Linked DNA regions of Mus musculus: all the other regions are linked to region 1. The links are chromatin contacts, called in public Hi-C and HiChIP or PLAC-seq maps. All regions are on one chromosome and are shown on one strand. Each heading gives the region's core, a stretch centred on a gene start, on an enhancer-like site or on the middle of the called end of the contact. The rest is flanking DNA. Distances are from core to core; before and after follow the strand shown.

What was found. Hi-C and Micro-C count contacts between places; a contact is called where the count stands out from the background. HiChIP or PLAC-seq counts read pairs in DNA pulled down with a chosen protein or histone mark.
Region 2: a contact with region 1 is called in a Hi-C map of the N1E-115 cell line, with 16 times the contacts expected there. The contact joins two enhancer-like sites. A contact is called at or near these places in 5 of 484 Hi-C or Micro-C datasets (the N1E-115 cell line, cerebral cortex, lens fibers and 1 more) and 4 of 115 datasets of contacts at active chromatin or transcription factors (VIP interneurons, embryonic basal ganglia and embryonic stem cells).
Region 3: a Hi-C map of the N1E-115 cell line shows a contact between it and region 1, with 6 times the contacts expected there. The contact joins two enhancer-like sites. A contact is called at or near these places in 5 of 484 Hi-C or Micro-C datasets (the N1E-115 cell line, cerebellar granule neurons, cerebral cortex and 2 more) and 2 of 115 datasets of contacts at active chromatin or transcription factors (embryonic basal ganglia and neural progenitor cells).
Region 4: a contact with region 1 is called in an H3K27ac HiChIP or PLAC-seq map of SST interneurons, with 10 times the contacts expected there. The contact joins two enhancer-like sites. A contact is called at or near these places in 1 of 484 Hi-C or Micro-C datasets (stem cell-derived primordial germ cell-like cells) and 4 of 115 datasets of contacts at active chromatin or transcription factors (SST interneurons, embryonic basal ganglia, embryonic stem cells and 1 more).

The regions. Positions count from the first base shown.
Region 1 is chr9:46,734,204-46,737,161 of GRCm38.p6, forward strand. No RefSeq gene overlaps it. Among named protein-coding and RNA genes, the nearest start is that of Gm31614, 95 kb to the right of the region's middle. Within about 2 kb of position 1,533, at least 27 of the 459 cell types and tissues checked have an H3K27ac peak or open chromatin away from gene starts, as enhancers often do. A contact at or near this core is called in the N1E-115 cell line, SST interneurons and cerebral cortex, where this site is marked.
Region 2 is chr9:47,278,605-47,281,770 of GRCm38.p6, forward strand. All of the region lies in intron 3 of Gm31816 (a long non-coding RNA gene), which reads right to left. Among named protein-coding and RNA genes, the nearest start is that of Gm39332, 37 kb to the left of the region's middle. Within about 2 kb of position 1,752, at least 37 of the 459 cell types and tissues checked have an H3K27ac peak or open chromatin away from gene starts, as enhancers often do. A contact at or near this core is called in the N1E-115 cell line, where this site is marked.
Region 3 is chr9:47,421,154-47,424,463 of GRCm38.p6, forward strand. No RefSeq gene overlaps it. Among named protein-coding and RNA genes, the nearest start is that of Gm31816, 55 kb to the left of the region's middle. Within about 2 kb of position 1,773, at least 68 of the 459 cell types and tissues checked have an H3K27ac peak or open chromatin away from gene starts, as enhancers often do. A contact at or near this core is called in the N1E-115 cell line and cerebral cortex, where this site is marked.
Region 4 is chr9:47,732,776-47,735,679 of GRCm38.p6, forward strand. The region is part of intron 1 of Cadm1 (cell adhesion molecule 1); the gene reads left to right. Among named protein-coding and RNA genes, the nearest start is that of Gm10677, 84 kb to the right of the region's middle. Within about 2 kb of position 1,421, at least 77 of the 459 cell types and tissues checked have an H3K27ac peak or open chromatin away from gene starts, as enhancers often do. A contact at or near this core is called in SST interneurons, where this site is marked.

The DNA of each region.
Region 1 (2,958 bases), core at 283-2,782:
CCACTGACATGCTGAGACCAGAGTAGAAGATTCTGTACCCACCCCAGAGTTCTCTGCACCTCTGTCTCTCTGTCCCTGTTTCAATCTCCATCTTGTACCAAGGGTCCCGAGAAGGCCACGAAGCTCACTCAGGCATGGGGAGGCCCTGCCTCTACACCTTCGACTTGGGGCATCTTCTAAGGAATCTCTGATGTTGCCATCCCAGTCAGCAGGGGCAGAGAGGGAGCTTGGGGCTTTATTAACTAATCTGTGGTACTTGAGTAATTTATTACATTTAAGCTGGTGCTATCAAGTCTCAGCAGTGCCTGCATGCACTGGGAAATAAATTAAAGGCTGTCCAGAGATGCTTGGATCATCTGTGTGATTGCTGGGTTCATGGGATGAAGGTTTAAGGCTCTCTCTCTTCTTGAAGATTGGAAATTAGGCATTAATAAAACAGCAGACCAAAGAACTGTCATGGAGATAGCTGTGTGGTGATGGCAGTGATGGTGGTGGCAATGGTAGTGTTGATGTAAGTGTTGGCGGTAGTGGCAGCGGCGGTGATGATGGTAGTGGTGGCATGCAATAGTGACAGTGATGGTGGTGGCCTGCAATGGTGGGGAAGGTGGCCTACAATGATGATGATGGTGGTGGTGGTGGCCTGCAATGGTGGTGGCTTGGCTTCAGCGTAAGGGCTGGGCAAGAAGAGGCTGCTGGTCTAGGAGTGGGGAACCCCCAGCTCTTGTTTTTGTGTAATGGCAATCCAGGGGTTTCTGGAGAAGAATGGGAGACTTTGACGAATGCCTGTAGGTGGTGATGGTTTTCTGCTTCCTGCAAAGGGTTAAATGTCATGGACGGACACAGGCTGATTTCTCCACTAGGCACAGTTGGCAGTAAACATCGTTTCAACTTCTGTTAAGGCCCGAGGAAAAGAAACTTTTAAGCTGAGAGAAATATTCTAATATATCTCAATCTTTATGTCAAATCAGTAATAAAATATAATTTTTAGATGAATGTGTGTGTGTGTGTGTGTGTGTGTGTGAAAGGAACAGGAAGACACAAGTACTTGGGATATATGGGGCCACCTCCATTGGATGGGATTATTCTAACATGTCCCATCTACCCATGGATTCTCCTTGGCCTGCCTTGGCTGTAACACTTAGGCTTGGAATAGCCTCTTACTCATCTGCCCATGTGTCTGCCGAGGGGCCCTGTGTCCAAGGAAGGAGGCAATTGTTCCGCTGATGGGTAGCAGGGACCTAGGATTGGAATCCAGCCTCTCTCTGTCACTTCCTCACTCATGTCCAGGGACGAGCCAACCAGGAGGCACCAAATACCTGCTCCAAACAGGCCTCAGCCTTTTGAACTCCTCTCGTCCCTACCTTCTGCTCATCTGTACTGACAAAACTTTCAGAAGGACTGGGGCAGGGATCTGTCTTTTCTTGTGGAGGTACTGCTATCAGGAGCGGGTGGATGGACGCCTGTGCTATGGAACCCCAGACACTGGACAGAACCACCCTGAGAAACCCCGGCTTGCAGTTGGATGGCCTTTCCACCAGGTGGCAGGCTTGCTCTACATAGATGTATTGCTTGGAGTACTTACCTGGCAATGGCCAGAGGGGTCTGAGGGTGCCAAATCAGCCTGAGGTCCCGGGCTTGTTCAGCGGCATGTGTGTGGCTTCAGAGGCAGGGACCAGACCTCTCAAACTGTTACTGGACTCCTGCTGGATTCTGTTTCTGGGGGACCTTGTTCTCAAAGTGCCTAGAGGCAGATGGCAGATGTTTGAACAGAGCGCCCCCTGGAGCAAGGAGTGCTGATTTGACCAGAATAGGATCTGGTATCCTTGGTGACTTTCTCTGCACTTTGCTTCTGCAGGTAGCTCCTAGCTGCTGGTTTTGGCTTAGGGCATGGAGCATGCATGTATATTTTGGTGGTTCATTCCTTCCTACTCACTAACCAGACTTCCACAAAGTATCCACCTAGAGCAGCTAGCCTGAGCGCCAGCCACCTTACCTACCCTTTTAGGGGCATGTAAACAATATCCTTCCTCCAGCACCCTGGGATCTCTCTGAGGGACCCCTAGAAACAACAGAACACTGGTTAGCTAGGACTATCTCTGCATCAAGAGATCCAAGTCCTGGTCAATTGCTCACAATAGAGATAAGGCCAAGTAGCTGCAGGAGTAGGGGAGACCTGTAAGCTCTGGCCTGGATCACTGGGAAGTGAAGAGGAGGCACCAGGTCCTTTAGGGAGGTGGAGGCATACTGCACTGGCCTCTTTGTCTCCAGCAGCTCCAGAGGCCTCCATTCCTGAGCCAGTGTTCAGAGTCCCCTGCCCCATTGCCAGCTAAGCCTGCACTGTCTCAGGACTGGTGACTCAGCAGCATTTTCTGCTCTTCTCAACCAAGGGGCCAGGGAGGCCATCTTCCCAAGCTCTGCCACTCCCCAGCCTGGACTGTCTACCAGCCTCACCCCCATCCCATTCTCCCTTCTCCCACTGGTGCCTCATTTCTTCATTCATGGGCAGCCTCCCTCTGAGATTAGGAGAGTTTCACCAGCCTGGTTGGGAGTCATAATAGGGCGTGGTGCTTCTGTTGTTTTTGGGAATCTGAACTACAGCTTGCAGAGACAGGAGAAGGGAAGCAGAGAGAAGAGAAAGAAGGGTTAGGAGGGAGAGTAGGAAAGCAGAGAAGAAAGAGTATAGAGAGGGGAAGGAGAGGAAGGCAGGAGAGGTGGCTACTGGGGGACAAGGTGGTTGAGATGTGAATCAAAATATGTCTTTCCTACCCAGATGGAAGACATGGGAGAGATAGGTCTGGGGAAGCCACTGTGTGTGCTGGTGTTGGGTAGACAGCATAGTGGGGTTGGAAGGAGAAAACAAATAGAATGAAAGTGATCCTCCCTAAAAAGGGGGGAAGGAAAAGAGAGGTGGGGTGAATTGCAAACTGAAGACAGAGAAGAGAAGGATGCGGAAGTGAG
Region 2 (3,166 bases), core at 502-3,001, 540 kb after region 1:
TGTAGCGACCTCTCATGGCGAACACAGCAGGGCCTTCAAACAAAGTCAAAGCCAAGACAAAACAACAAAGGCAGAAAGCAAACTGGATTCCATCCAGAATTAACCCCGAAATATCACAATCTTCTGCTTGAGAGTGAGGATAAACAGATGTCTCTCATCCCAACAAATGAAAGGTCCCCCCTCAGACAGCGCGTTATAATTATTAAATAACTTCCTCCATTTGTTCAGGATCAGTTGCGACCTCATTACCTGGATCCGAAGATAATATCTCTAAGTCCTGGGCATAAATCCAAAAAGGTCATTATTAACAGAAGAGTCCCCAAATCTGCAGGAAAAGGAAGAGCAGCAGTAATTGAGGAGGCAAAGCATTTCACCCAGACCTTTGCTTCCAGTCGCTGTGGCAATAGCAATCAGCTTCCCTGGCACTCCTGACTGGTGGACACACAACTGCTAGTACTGTGGATGGTCTCAAGCCTTGTGAGTCTCAGGACTTCGAGGGCAGGGTACTAAGCTGACTTGAGGGTGATTTCCTTATCATCACTCCTTGTGAAGTCAGGTCAGAAACCAAGGATCAGATCACTGGTCCCTTGCACTGACAACCCATTAGACGTTAGGAAGAGCCAGGGGGAGGGGCCCAGGTATCCTTCGACTCTCTGATCTTGGTTTTTGAGAGCCCCCTGGATCTGGATCATAAACCAGCTAATCCTGAGGTTCAGGATTAAGAGGATGGTCCCTATCCTTAAGCCACCTTGGATTAATCCATCCACCAATCAACAGGCAGCTTTGAACTGCTCCTTTCCAGCTGAGCCCAGTTGACTAGGAGCCGGTCCACATCTACAGAAAGATTAGACTTTTGCTAACTGACAGAGGAGAGCCAAAGTCTTAGCAACCTCACTTCCCCGCCTTTCTGTCTTGCTTTATCCCTGAAGCCATGAAGTACAATAGCAAAGACATTAAGGTTAGGCTCGGGAGCCAAGCCAAGTAGGACCTGCCACTCATCCGCTGGAAGGCTCAGGCAAAGTTCCAAGCCTCCATCCCTCTTCTGTGAAATGTGTCGTCATCTTTGCCCTGCTTTCCCAACACTGCCAAAGGATGAGCAGTGTCCAAGATAAATGGGCTGTGTGGGACTCATCCATATTTTGACCCTACCCTATCTTCTTCCACGAGCCTTAATCATCTTCACCCCACACCCAGTGTGATGGTAGCTCGTGAGCTCCTGGAGCTCTGGGGATAGCTACCTAACACCAAGCCGTGCCACACAAGCAAAACTATTTAAGGTCATGAAACATCTAGTGAGTCTGGAGGATCAAGATGGGGCTCCTCTTAGGTTTCTACCATAAATGCATCGGACGGATCTAATTAAGCTCAGACCATCACATTACCACTCCACCCCAAGCATCAGGGGCACCAGCCTAGACCCAGGGTGCCCCCCAAATGTACCTGATAATTAAAGCAATTTCTGCCCTGCCTGATCCCACACACACACCATCAATCTCTCCCATTACTGGAGAGGCAAACAATAAATAATTTAATAACTTGGGTCGAGTAGAATCTGGTTCCAAAACAAAGCGTTTTAATTCTCCAGTGCGCTGGCTTTCAGCATTACTGTAATCCCATTTCCCTTCACTTGACTGGGCCTTTTGCTGCTTTTTAGGCTTCTCGTATTTCTCCCCAAGTTTTCCCCATGGGGCCCTGACAGCTGCATTATAGCAGGGCCTGGCAGCCAGCATGACATCACTTGCTGTTCAAATCAGCAGCGGCTGGACTCATTAGCCTAGCAAGCTGCCCTCTTGCCTTGAAGACCATGGAGACCCATCCATGAAGCTGCAGGCAGGAAGGCCGTGCTGGACATCAGGGCCCTCTCCCTTTCCCAGCATCTTTTCCTGCCTATTCCTGAGACCTTCCAGTTTCTGGCAGCCCCGGTTATGAGGAAAGGCCTGGAAAGGGGAGCAAAGGAAGAGGGTATGACAGGTGACAAGCCCTTGCTTTTCAGAGTCCTTTCTAATTTCCATCATGCTCCCTCTTGGCACTGAGGCTTGGATCGTCCTCAGTCTAGGAGACACTCTCAAACTCTAAAGAGGGGTTTGCCTTTGCTACCTTGTAAAAGATAGCCAGGACTATGACAAGCACAGACCAGGGAAAGTCTCCCTGCCGGCTCCTCCCCGCCCCGTCCCCACCCACCATCTTCCATCTTTCTTCTTTCCCAGCAGCCAGAATGGAATATGCTGATTCGAGAGTCTGGTGCCCTTGCCTGAAGCCAGGGGGCCAAGGAGCAGCAGCTGCTGGGGAGGAGCATGGGTAAAAGGAGCCGCACCAATGGAGCCTTCGTTTAAATAAAGAGCAGGGGAGCATTGTGCTCCATTGATTACGATTTTTTTTTTCTGAATGTTGTGACATTTGCAGGAAGGCTAATTTATTCAAGCATGGAAATCTTTAAAAACTTAATTAAGTTATTTCTGTGATTTTCCATGCCTTATTGTTTCGAGTTCACATTTACTTTCATCCTTGTTAATAAAAAAAAATAATAATAATAAAAATGGGGAGGGGGTGGAGAGGAAGGAAAGAGAAGAAATGAGCCCTCCAGCACCTTCCGGACTGTGTTTGATGCTCTGTTCTCCAACATGAGGTCTCAGAGCAGCTGGGGCTTATGGAGTAGGAATGTCTCCTTCAGGGTCAGGCTCCAGGCCCCAGGCCCTTGGAGATGAGTTCTCCCAGTCCCTTTGTCTAATGGAGAACCCAGCTTCATCCTGAGGGCATTGGCATAAGCAGAGGTAAGTATAAACCATGGTGAGTCTCACAAGGGACAATGTCATCCTGCCATTTGGTGATTGTTCTCCAAAGCAGACTGGGTACTGCACTCTGGAGGGTGTCCCGGGATGGAATGACTAGGGTAGCCTGATGAATGGCAAGAGCAGAATCCAAGAAGCAGGACCCCATCCTCCAAGAACCAGACGTCATTCATACAGGCGTGACCATAAAGAATTGCTTTTCTCTCTAGCCTGAACCCAGAGTCCCTAGGGCCTTTGTCCATTCCTATCTCCAGCAGGTAGTGCCAGGAGTAGCCATGGAACCTCACGCAGTGATGGATTCAATGTAGATCCTACCTGAGTCACTAGGGATCTCAGAGCAAGAGGGATCTCAGATGCTGAGGTAGGTATGGGACAGA
Region 3 (3,310 bases), core at 523-3,022, 690 kb after region 1:
GTTCAAGTCAAACTGGACCTTCTTGGTACTGCACATATAGGCTTCCTGTTTCAAGAAAGTTCTTGCCATGATTGGCATTCCTTCGTTGTGACTATAGGGCAACCATTTGCTTATCTTTGGGGGGATGGGGTGTATGCATACAGGCATGCACATGGTGGGTTTAGAGCACAACCTCTGATGTATCTGCCCTCACCTCTACCTTATTTAAGACAGGCTGTAGCTGGTGTTTACTGGGCATATGCCACACTAGCTGGTCTGAGCCTTCCAGGGATTCTCCTGCTTTTACCTCCCGAATGCCTGATGAGTCCTGGGCTCACGCACTGCTGTGCTTGGCTTTACGTGGGATCTGAGGGTAAACTCAGGTTTCCATTCTTGCATGGCGAGCTCTTTACTCACTGAGCCATCTCCTTATTTCTTTACTTGACTTTTAAACTGTATGTTATTTATTATTATTATTATTTATCCATTCAGTAGCACAGGATTGAACCCAGGACCTTGTACATTCTAGGTCAGTGTTCTACCATGGAACTATATACCCAGTCATCATCGTGTTGTCTTCATCATCATCATCGTCTTTGTCATCATGGTCGTCGTCATCATCATCATAATTATCACCATCACCACCATCATTATTTTGAGACTGGGTCTTACTGAATTGCCCAGGCTGGACTTGAACTCACTCAGTATCCCAGTCATGCCTTCTGTGAATTTGGGATCATCCTGACTCAGTTATCTGAGTGGATGAGATTGCAAGCATGTGTCCTGTTTAACACTTTTTATGTGCATTGAAGGCAGCCAAACCCCTGTCAATGTCTCCTGACCATTTCATTTCCTAAAATCCACCGTGGAACATTCCAGAAAAGATAAAAAGCAAAGCTCCCCAGTTGGTAAATATCAACCATCATGGTTTTCTGCAGTAGCCCAGGGTTTTACATGTCCCACACTATCCTAAACCGATAACACAGATAACCCATCTGGCCATGGCCTGCTTTCCCTCCCAGGGTGGGCAGGGGATTAGAGCTGTTTCAACGCTGGGAGACTCCGAGGTTGTAAAAAGCCTTGTGCTCTGAACAGAGGGACAGTTACATAAGTCCACAGAGCTCCCCACACTACAGGACAGCAGACTCCAAGCAGCATCTAATTACAGGGAGGCTGATGGTCGCTGTTGAAGATCCTGTCACAGGACCCAGGTCTCAGCCCACTGATGTCCTGCCAGCAGTTGCACTAAAACGGAAATTAAGCGCAGTGTCATGGCCATTTAGGACATTAGGAACGGAAGGCGCCCGGGAGCTGCTTCCTGGCCCCTTGCCCATGTTATTAACAAGGTGCAAACGAGGACCTAGGCTGGAAGAGGGAAACAGCTGGAGAAAAGAGACCTTCACAGCAGGTGGAGATCTGAGGAGAGGAAGGGGATGTAGAGAGACTGTGTCCCAAATCTCCTTGGCTGAGGATAAAATTGGCTTGATAAATGAGGAAGAGTCATTCATTTCTTCACTCGACCCTCTCTGGAACATTTTGTAGATTGCAAAGTTTCTCCAGTCCCTGATTTTCTGTGCTGGATTAATGCAACACACACACACACACACACATACACACTTCCCATCATGGGGGCGGGCGGGGGAGAGGCAAGGCCCACATGACACACACATCCACATTTGTTGACACTCACTGCTCATCATTTGTAATTTGTTTGAAACCTTCAGGCTAGTGGCTCTCTGTAGAGTGTTGCCAGACTGCCAAATTCTCTAGCTCAGAATCTAGGGAAATCCTGGCCTTGGCCTGGGTCCAGCTATGGCCAATGCCAGGGCTATTTGCTAAATAAAGAACACAAGCCCGGGGCTGGAGGAGGGTCTGAGAGTTCTTTGTTTTGCAGCTCATTCACCCTTGACCCTACCCCCACTCAACACACACACATTCACACACACACACACACACACACACACACACACACACACCCCACATGCACACACTGCCTGACAAGCCTCTGACTAGGCTGACGGACTTGGGTAACTCAGCAAAGAGACGAAGCACCATGGTCCCCTGTCTTGCTCTTTATCTGTTCCCACGGGGATGTGCATAGGTGGGGATCTTGAAGACAGAGCTGGAGGATCTCTGGAGTCCACACAGCCATCCAGAATCTTCCATCTCATGCAGCACTCTGCTTTCCTATTTCCCTGCCAACAGCTGTAGCAGAGGTGAACTGGAACATGGGAAATGCCAGCCCCTTTGCCTGGAGGATGGGGTGCGGGGGAACTAAAAAGCCCGTTTTTCTGTCCTGTCAGGTCTATTTAAGTATTTAATGAGGTGAGATAGCACCAATAAATTTCACATGGCACAATAACTCTGATGATGTGGGCCATGGACTAATCAGCTTCCATTCTGGGGATAGAAGAGTGTTCTTGCCTTTGCTAGATCTTATCGGGTTTGATTGCTTTGTTCAGATATTAAAAAGGTTGAGCAAGGACTTTCGGGCACTGCCACAAATCTGCCCGCATCCTCCCAGCCAAGATAGATTGAAACCAGGCTGTGGAATGCAAGGCTGTTTATTTTAATTGACAATCAAGAGGAGGAGAATTGGTAGAGTGGAAGGTGGGGAAGGAGGCCACAGGCCTGTGATTGGATGGCTTCTGAGTCTACCTTCCTCTCTGCAAAGCTCACACACAGCAAGGCTGCTTATCCAATGGAGGACCAGCACCTGAGGCTTTGAAGAGTCTCTTCTTCTCTATGCTTGTCCTGAGCATAGAGAGAGCCTGTTGACCCGTGTATCACCTGTGATTTTTGTCTTTGTTTTTTATGGAATGAGGCTGGTTACAGACATTTCCCGGGCACTTGGGTCCTGCTCTAGCTTCTGCTGACCCTTGCACAGCGCGTGCATTCTGTCCGTTGGACCTTTAGGGGACAGTCCCTAATGCTCTTTGAAGCCAGAGGCCACACTATAATCTGTAAGAACCTCTCACCCCACACATGCAGCACAAAGCAGAGATCAGATTTTCTGAAGTGTATATGGGCATATGTGAGGGTAAGTGACATAATTCATATGGCATGCAAGCAAGCAATTATCAGTTGATTTATATTAATATTTGTTGTACCATTAAATATAATTTATATGTCATACATGATTTCATAAGCATCATTTCTCAGGATGAAACCAGGGTAGGCCAAAGGTTCTTAATACAAGTTAAGTTCAGGTAAATTATTATAAAAGTCTGTCGATAATGACAGAGGAAGTAGCCAGTAAGTAAAATTTAGGGAATGCTCTATCAGCTCACTTAGTAATTGATTGGCTGGTTGGTTGGCAAATTATTAGCCA
Region 4 (2,904 bases), core at 171-2,670, 1.0 Mb after region 1:
GAGAAAGCCATCCTAAAGGAAGATGGCGGCCGAGGTGTCATTGCTCTGTGTCACCTCTATCAAAGAGACTGATTACACTGTTGATGGTGGTTCTCCGGGCCATCACTGTCTTGCCTCTGCTTCTTAAGAATGTATAATGCAGTCCAACCTTAAGACAAATAGGTCAAGCTGCAAAACTCTGCGGGAATATGAGAATGAGTCTCAAAATAATAAAGCAGTCCAACTTGGAGATGCGATATACTTTATAAATATCTCCTGAGAGGGAACACTGTCCAAGGCCTTTCCATAGCAGCCTGCCTTGCCAGTCCTATGTATTTCTAGCTGCTATTTCTAGAATGTATTAGGAGCCACTGATGGTTGATCTTTTACTGTGGTTGACAGGGGAACATATGCATACACTGTGTTCATCAATTTTTTTTTTTAACCTCTGGTGTACTCTGAAAAAAAATTGTTCTCCTATGGGTTAGAAAAATAATATTTTTGAGGATATCCCATCTGCAGATAAAGTCATTGGCCATTTCTGGTCTTGTCAAAGATAAAAATAAACCATTTTCAACTGTATTAAATACCATACTCGGGCATAAGGGAGAACACATTTGTCGTGTTTCATTTGTCGGCTCAGTCTGCACATTTAGCACGGCAATAGCAGTGAACTTCACGGACAGTCAGGCCCACTCTTTCATGTTTCCTTCCAGTTCTAAATTGAAAATATTTTTTTTGAAAAGAACTATGACAAAAGCAATTTGAGTTAGTGATATCTTGAAAGAGAAGCCAATTTCAGATCACCTTTATGGCTGGTCATTGTTACCTACAGCAGGCAGATGTCATGGTGATCTTCTCGATATTAGTATTCTGAGAGAGTCTGACCTGACAGTGTTCAGGTGACATCACAAATGGAACTCTAATATTGAGATTTCAAGTTGTAGAGCAAAAGGGCCGCTCGTGGAAATCCAGGGCAGACAGAACTACTATTGGCGAGAAGTGTAGCCATTCCCCTCATCTGGCTCTTGTTCTGTATGGTGCACAAGTGTGGTTAGCAATGACCACATGATGCTAGATGACTAATTAAAGCACGTGCTGAGAATAAACTCCCCGGTAACAGAGAATGTATGAAAGTGTTGCAACCACTGTGGCGACTTGGCTGATTTCCAACCTGTAGCTGCCAGTGTTGTCTCCATCTCTTCATCAGAGACCCACCACCCTGGTCCTTCCGAGCTGTGCTGTGCATTTGTAACAAGGTTGGTGATTCATGGGCACGCAACACCGAAAGCTCTCACGAGCCCAAGAGATGACCCTGAAAGGAGAAATTGTGGTTCAAAAGGATCATCTGTCTCCGAAAGTGTGATTTACTGAGACACCCACCCCTACCCCGAGCCTTAAAAATAGGATCTAATGACTAGATCTCTTCCTCTTTCTCTCTCTGCCTTCTGCTCTTTCTCTTCCCCCTCAGCCTAACCCTGGAGCCAGAATCAGTCCACGGGTTCTGTAAGAAACCATGCCACTGTGAGTCATACTGCTTCTTACAGCATCATAGCTGTTCTTTCTCTCAAAACCCTTCTAGACAGATAACAAGTGTTGGGTTGTTTTCATGTCTCAGATGAGGAACCAAGGCAAGGGGTGCACTGACACGCCCACCTACTACAGAAGGGTGTCGGCGACACTGCTGAGACTTGTGCTCAAGCCTTTTGTTTGTGGCTTATTCCCAACAAACCCCTAATCAGCGCCTCTGGCCTTGTCGGTTGGTGTGTGGCACCCACATCTGCCATTGCTGGTGCATCTGTAACGGTCCGTGAACTGTACATTCTGCCTGTGTGTGATCTGAGAAGCCAATCTCATTTTCAACTCTACAGAAATGAAGTGAGAGGCCAATGTGACTTCTAAGGGACCATGCAGTGCATTTCAGAGTCAAATGTGAATGGCGTTTAGGTCTGCCATGCTAGCTCCTCCATATTAGCGTGGCTTTCTCTTCTTCTAAATAACTAAGAGATAATTATTCTTAAGTCCCAGTGTCCTGCCTACTGCCTTCACAGTACACCTGCATTTTCTGAGTATACCATCTTGCGCTGTGTTAGGCATTTAAATCCATCTTGGCACTCTACTCACTGTCATGTTAGTAGTTGCCCTGGGGAATGTTCTGGATCACATAGGATACACTATTGAACAGAAATTAGTTTCTTGATCCCAGTAGAGTAACAGATCCTGAAACATTTCAGCAAGATGTATTCTGTAACTATTGGGAACTGTACACCCCGCCTGTGTCAGAAGCACACCACGTATGATTTTATTTGTGGCTTAATCAACAGGAAGAAATGCCAAGCAGCTTTGACTAGCTGGCAGTGGATCTGTTTGTGTTTGCGGTATTTTCTCTCTAAGACACCTGCTGGAGATGAGAGCCGCCACAAACACCGAGTGGGTATCCAGGGCTTCATTATAGAGGCTTCTCTAATGATCAAAGAAGCCTTTTTATACAATCTTGTTCCTGATCATGCAGCTGAACATCTGTCTACCTGTCTGTCCACCTTTTAATTGCATCATCCAGGCCTCTCTGATCCTAGACAGCTCTGTCGATGCTGCTCTGCCTCCCACCATTTCTGATCATGGCAAACACAAAATTTCTCACAAAGCAAAAAACCAGTAAAACAGAGTGCTTTCTAATAAATTCGAACGGAGCCATTTTATAAGAAGTTAATTTTCGATCACATACCCAGTGAAGTCCTTGTGCTAATTTATTCTTCAAAGCCAAACTCTTGCACAGTGAGGAATGTAGCGCGCTGTGGGAATACTCAAGGTATTAGGCACTCAATTCAGGAGAACTTGGTACTACTGGCTTTTCACAATCTGCTCAAAGTTGATTTGTATTTTCAACAGGAGGGGTGTAATAATTCAGGAATTTAACTCAAATTT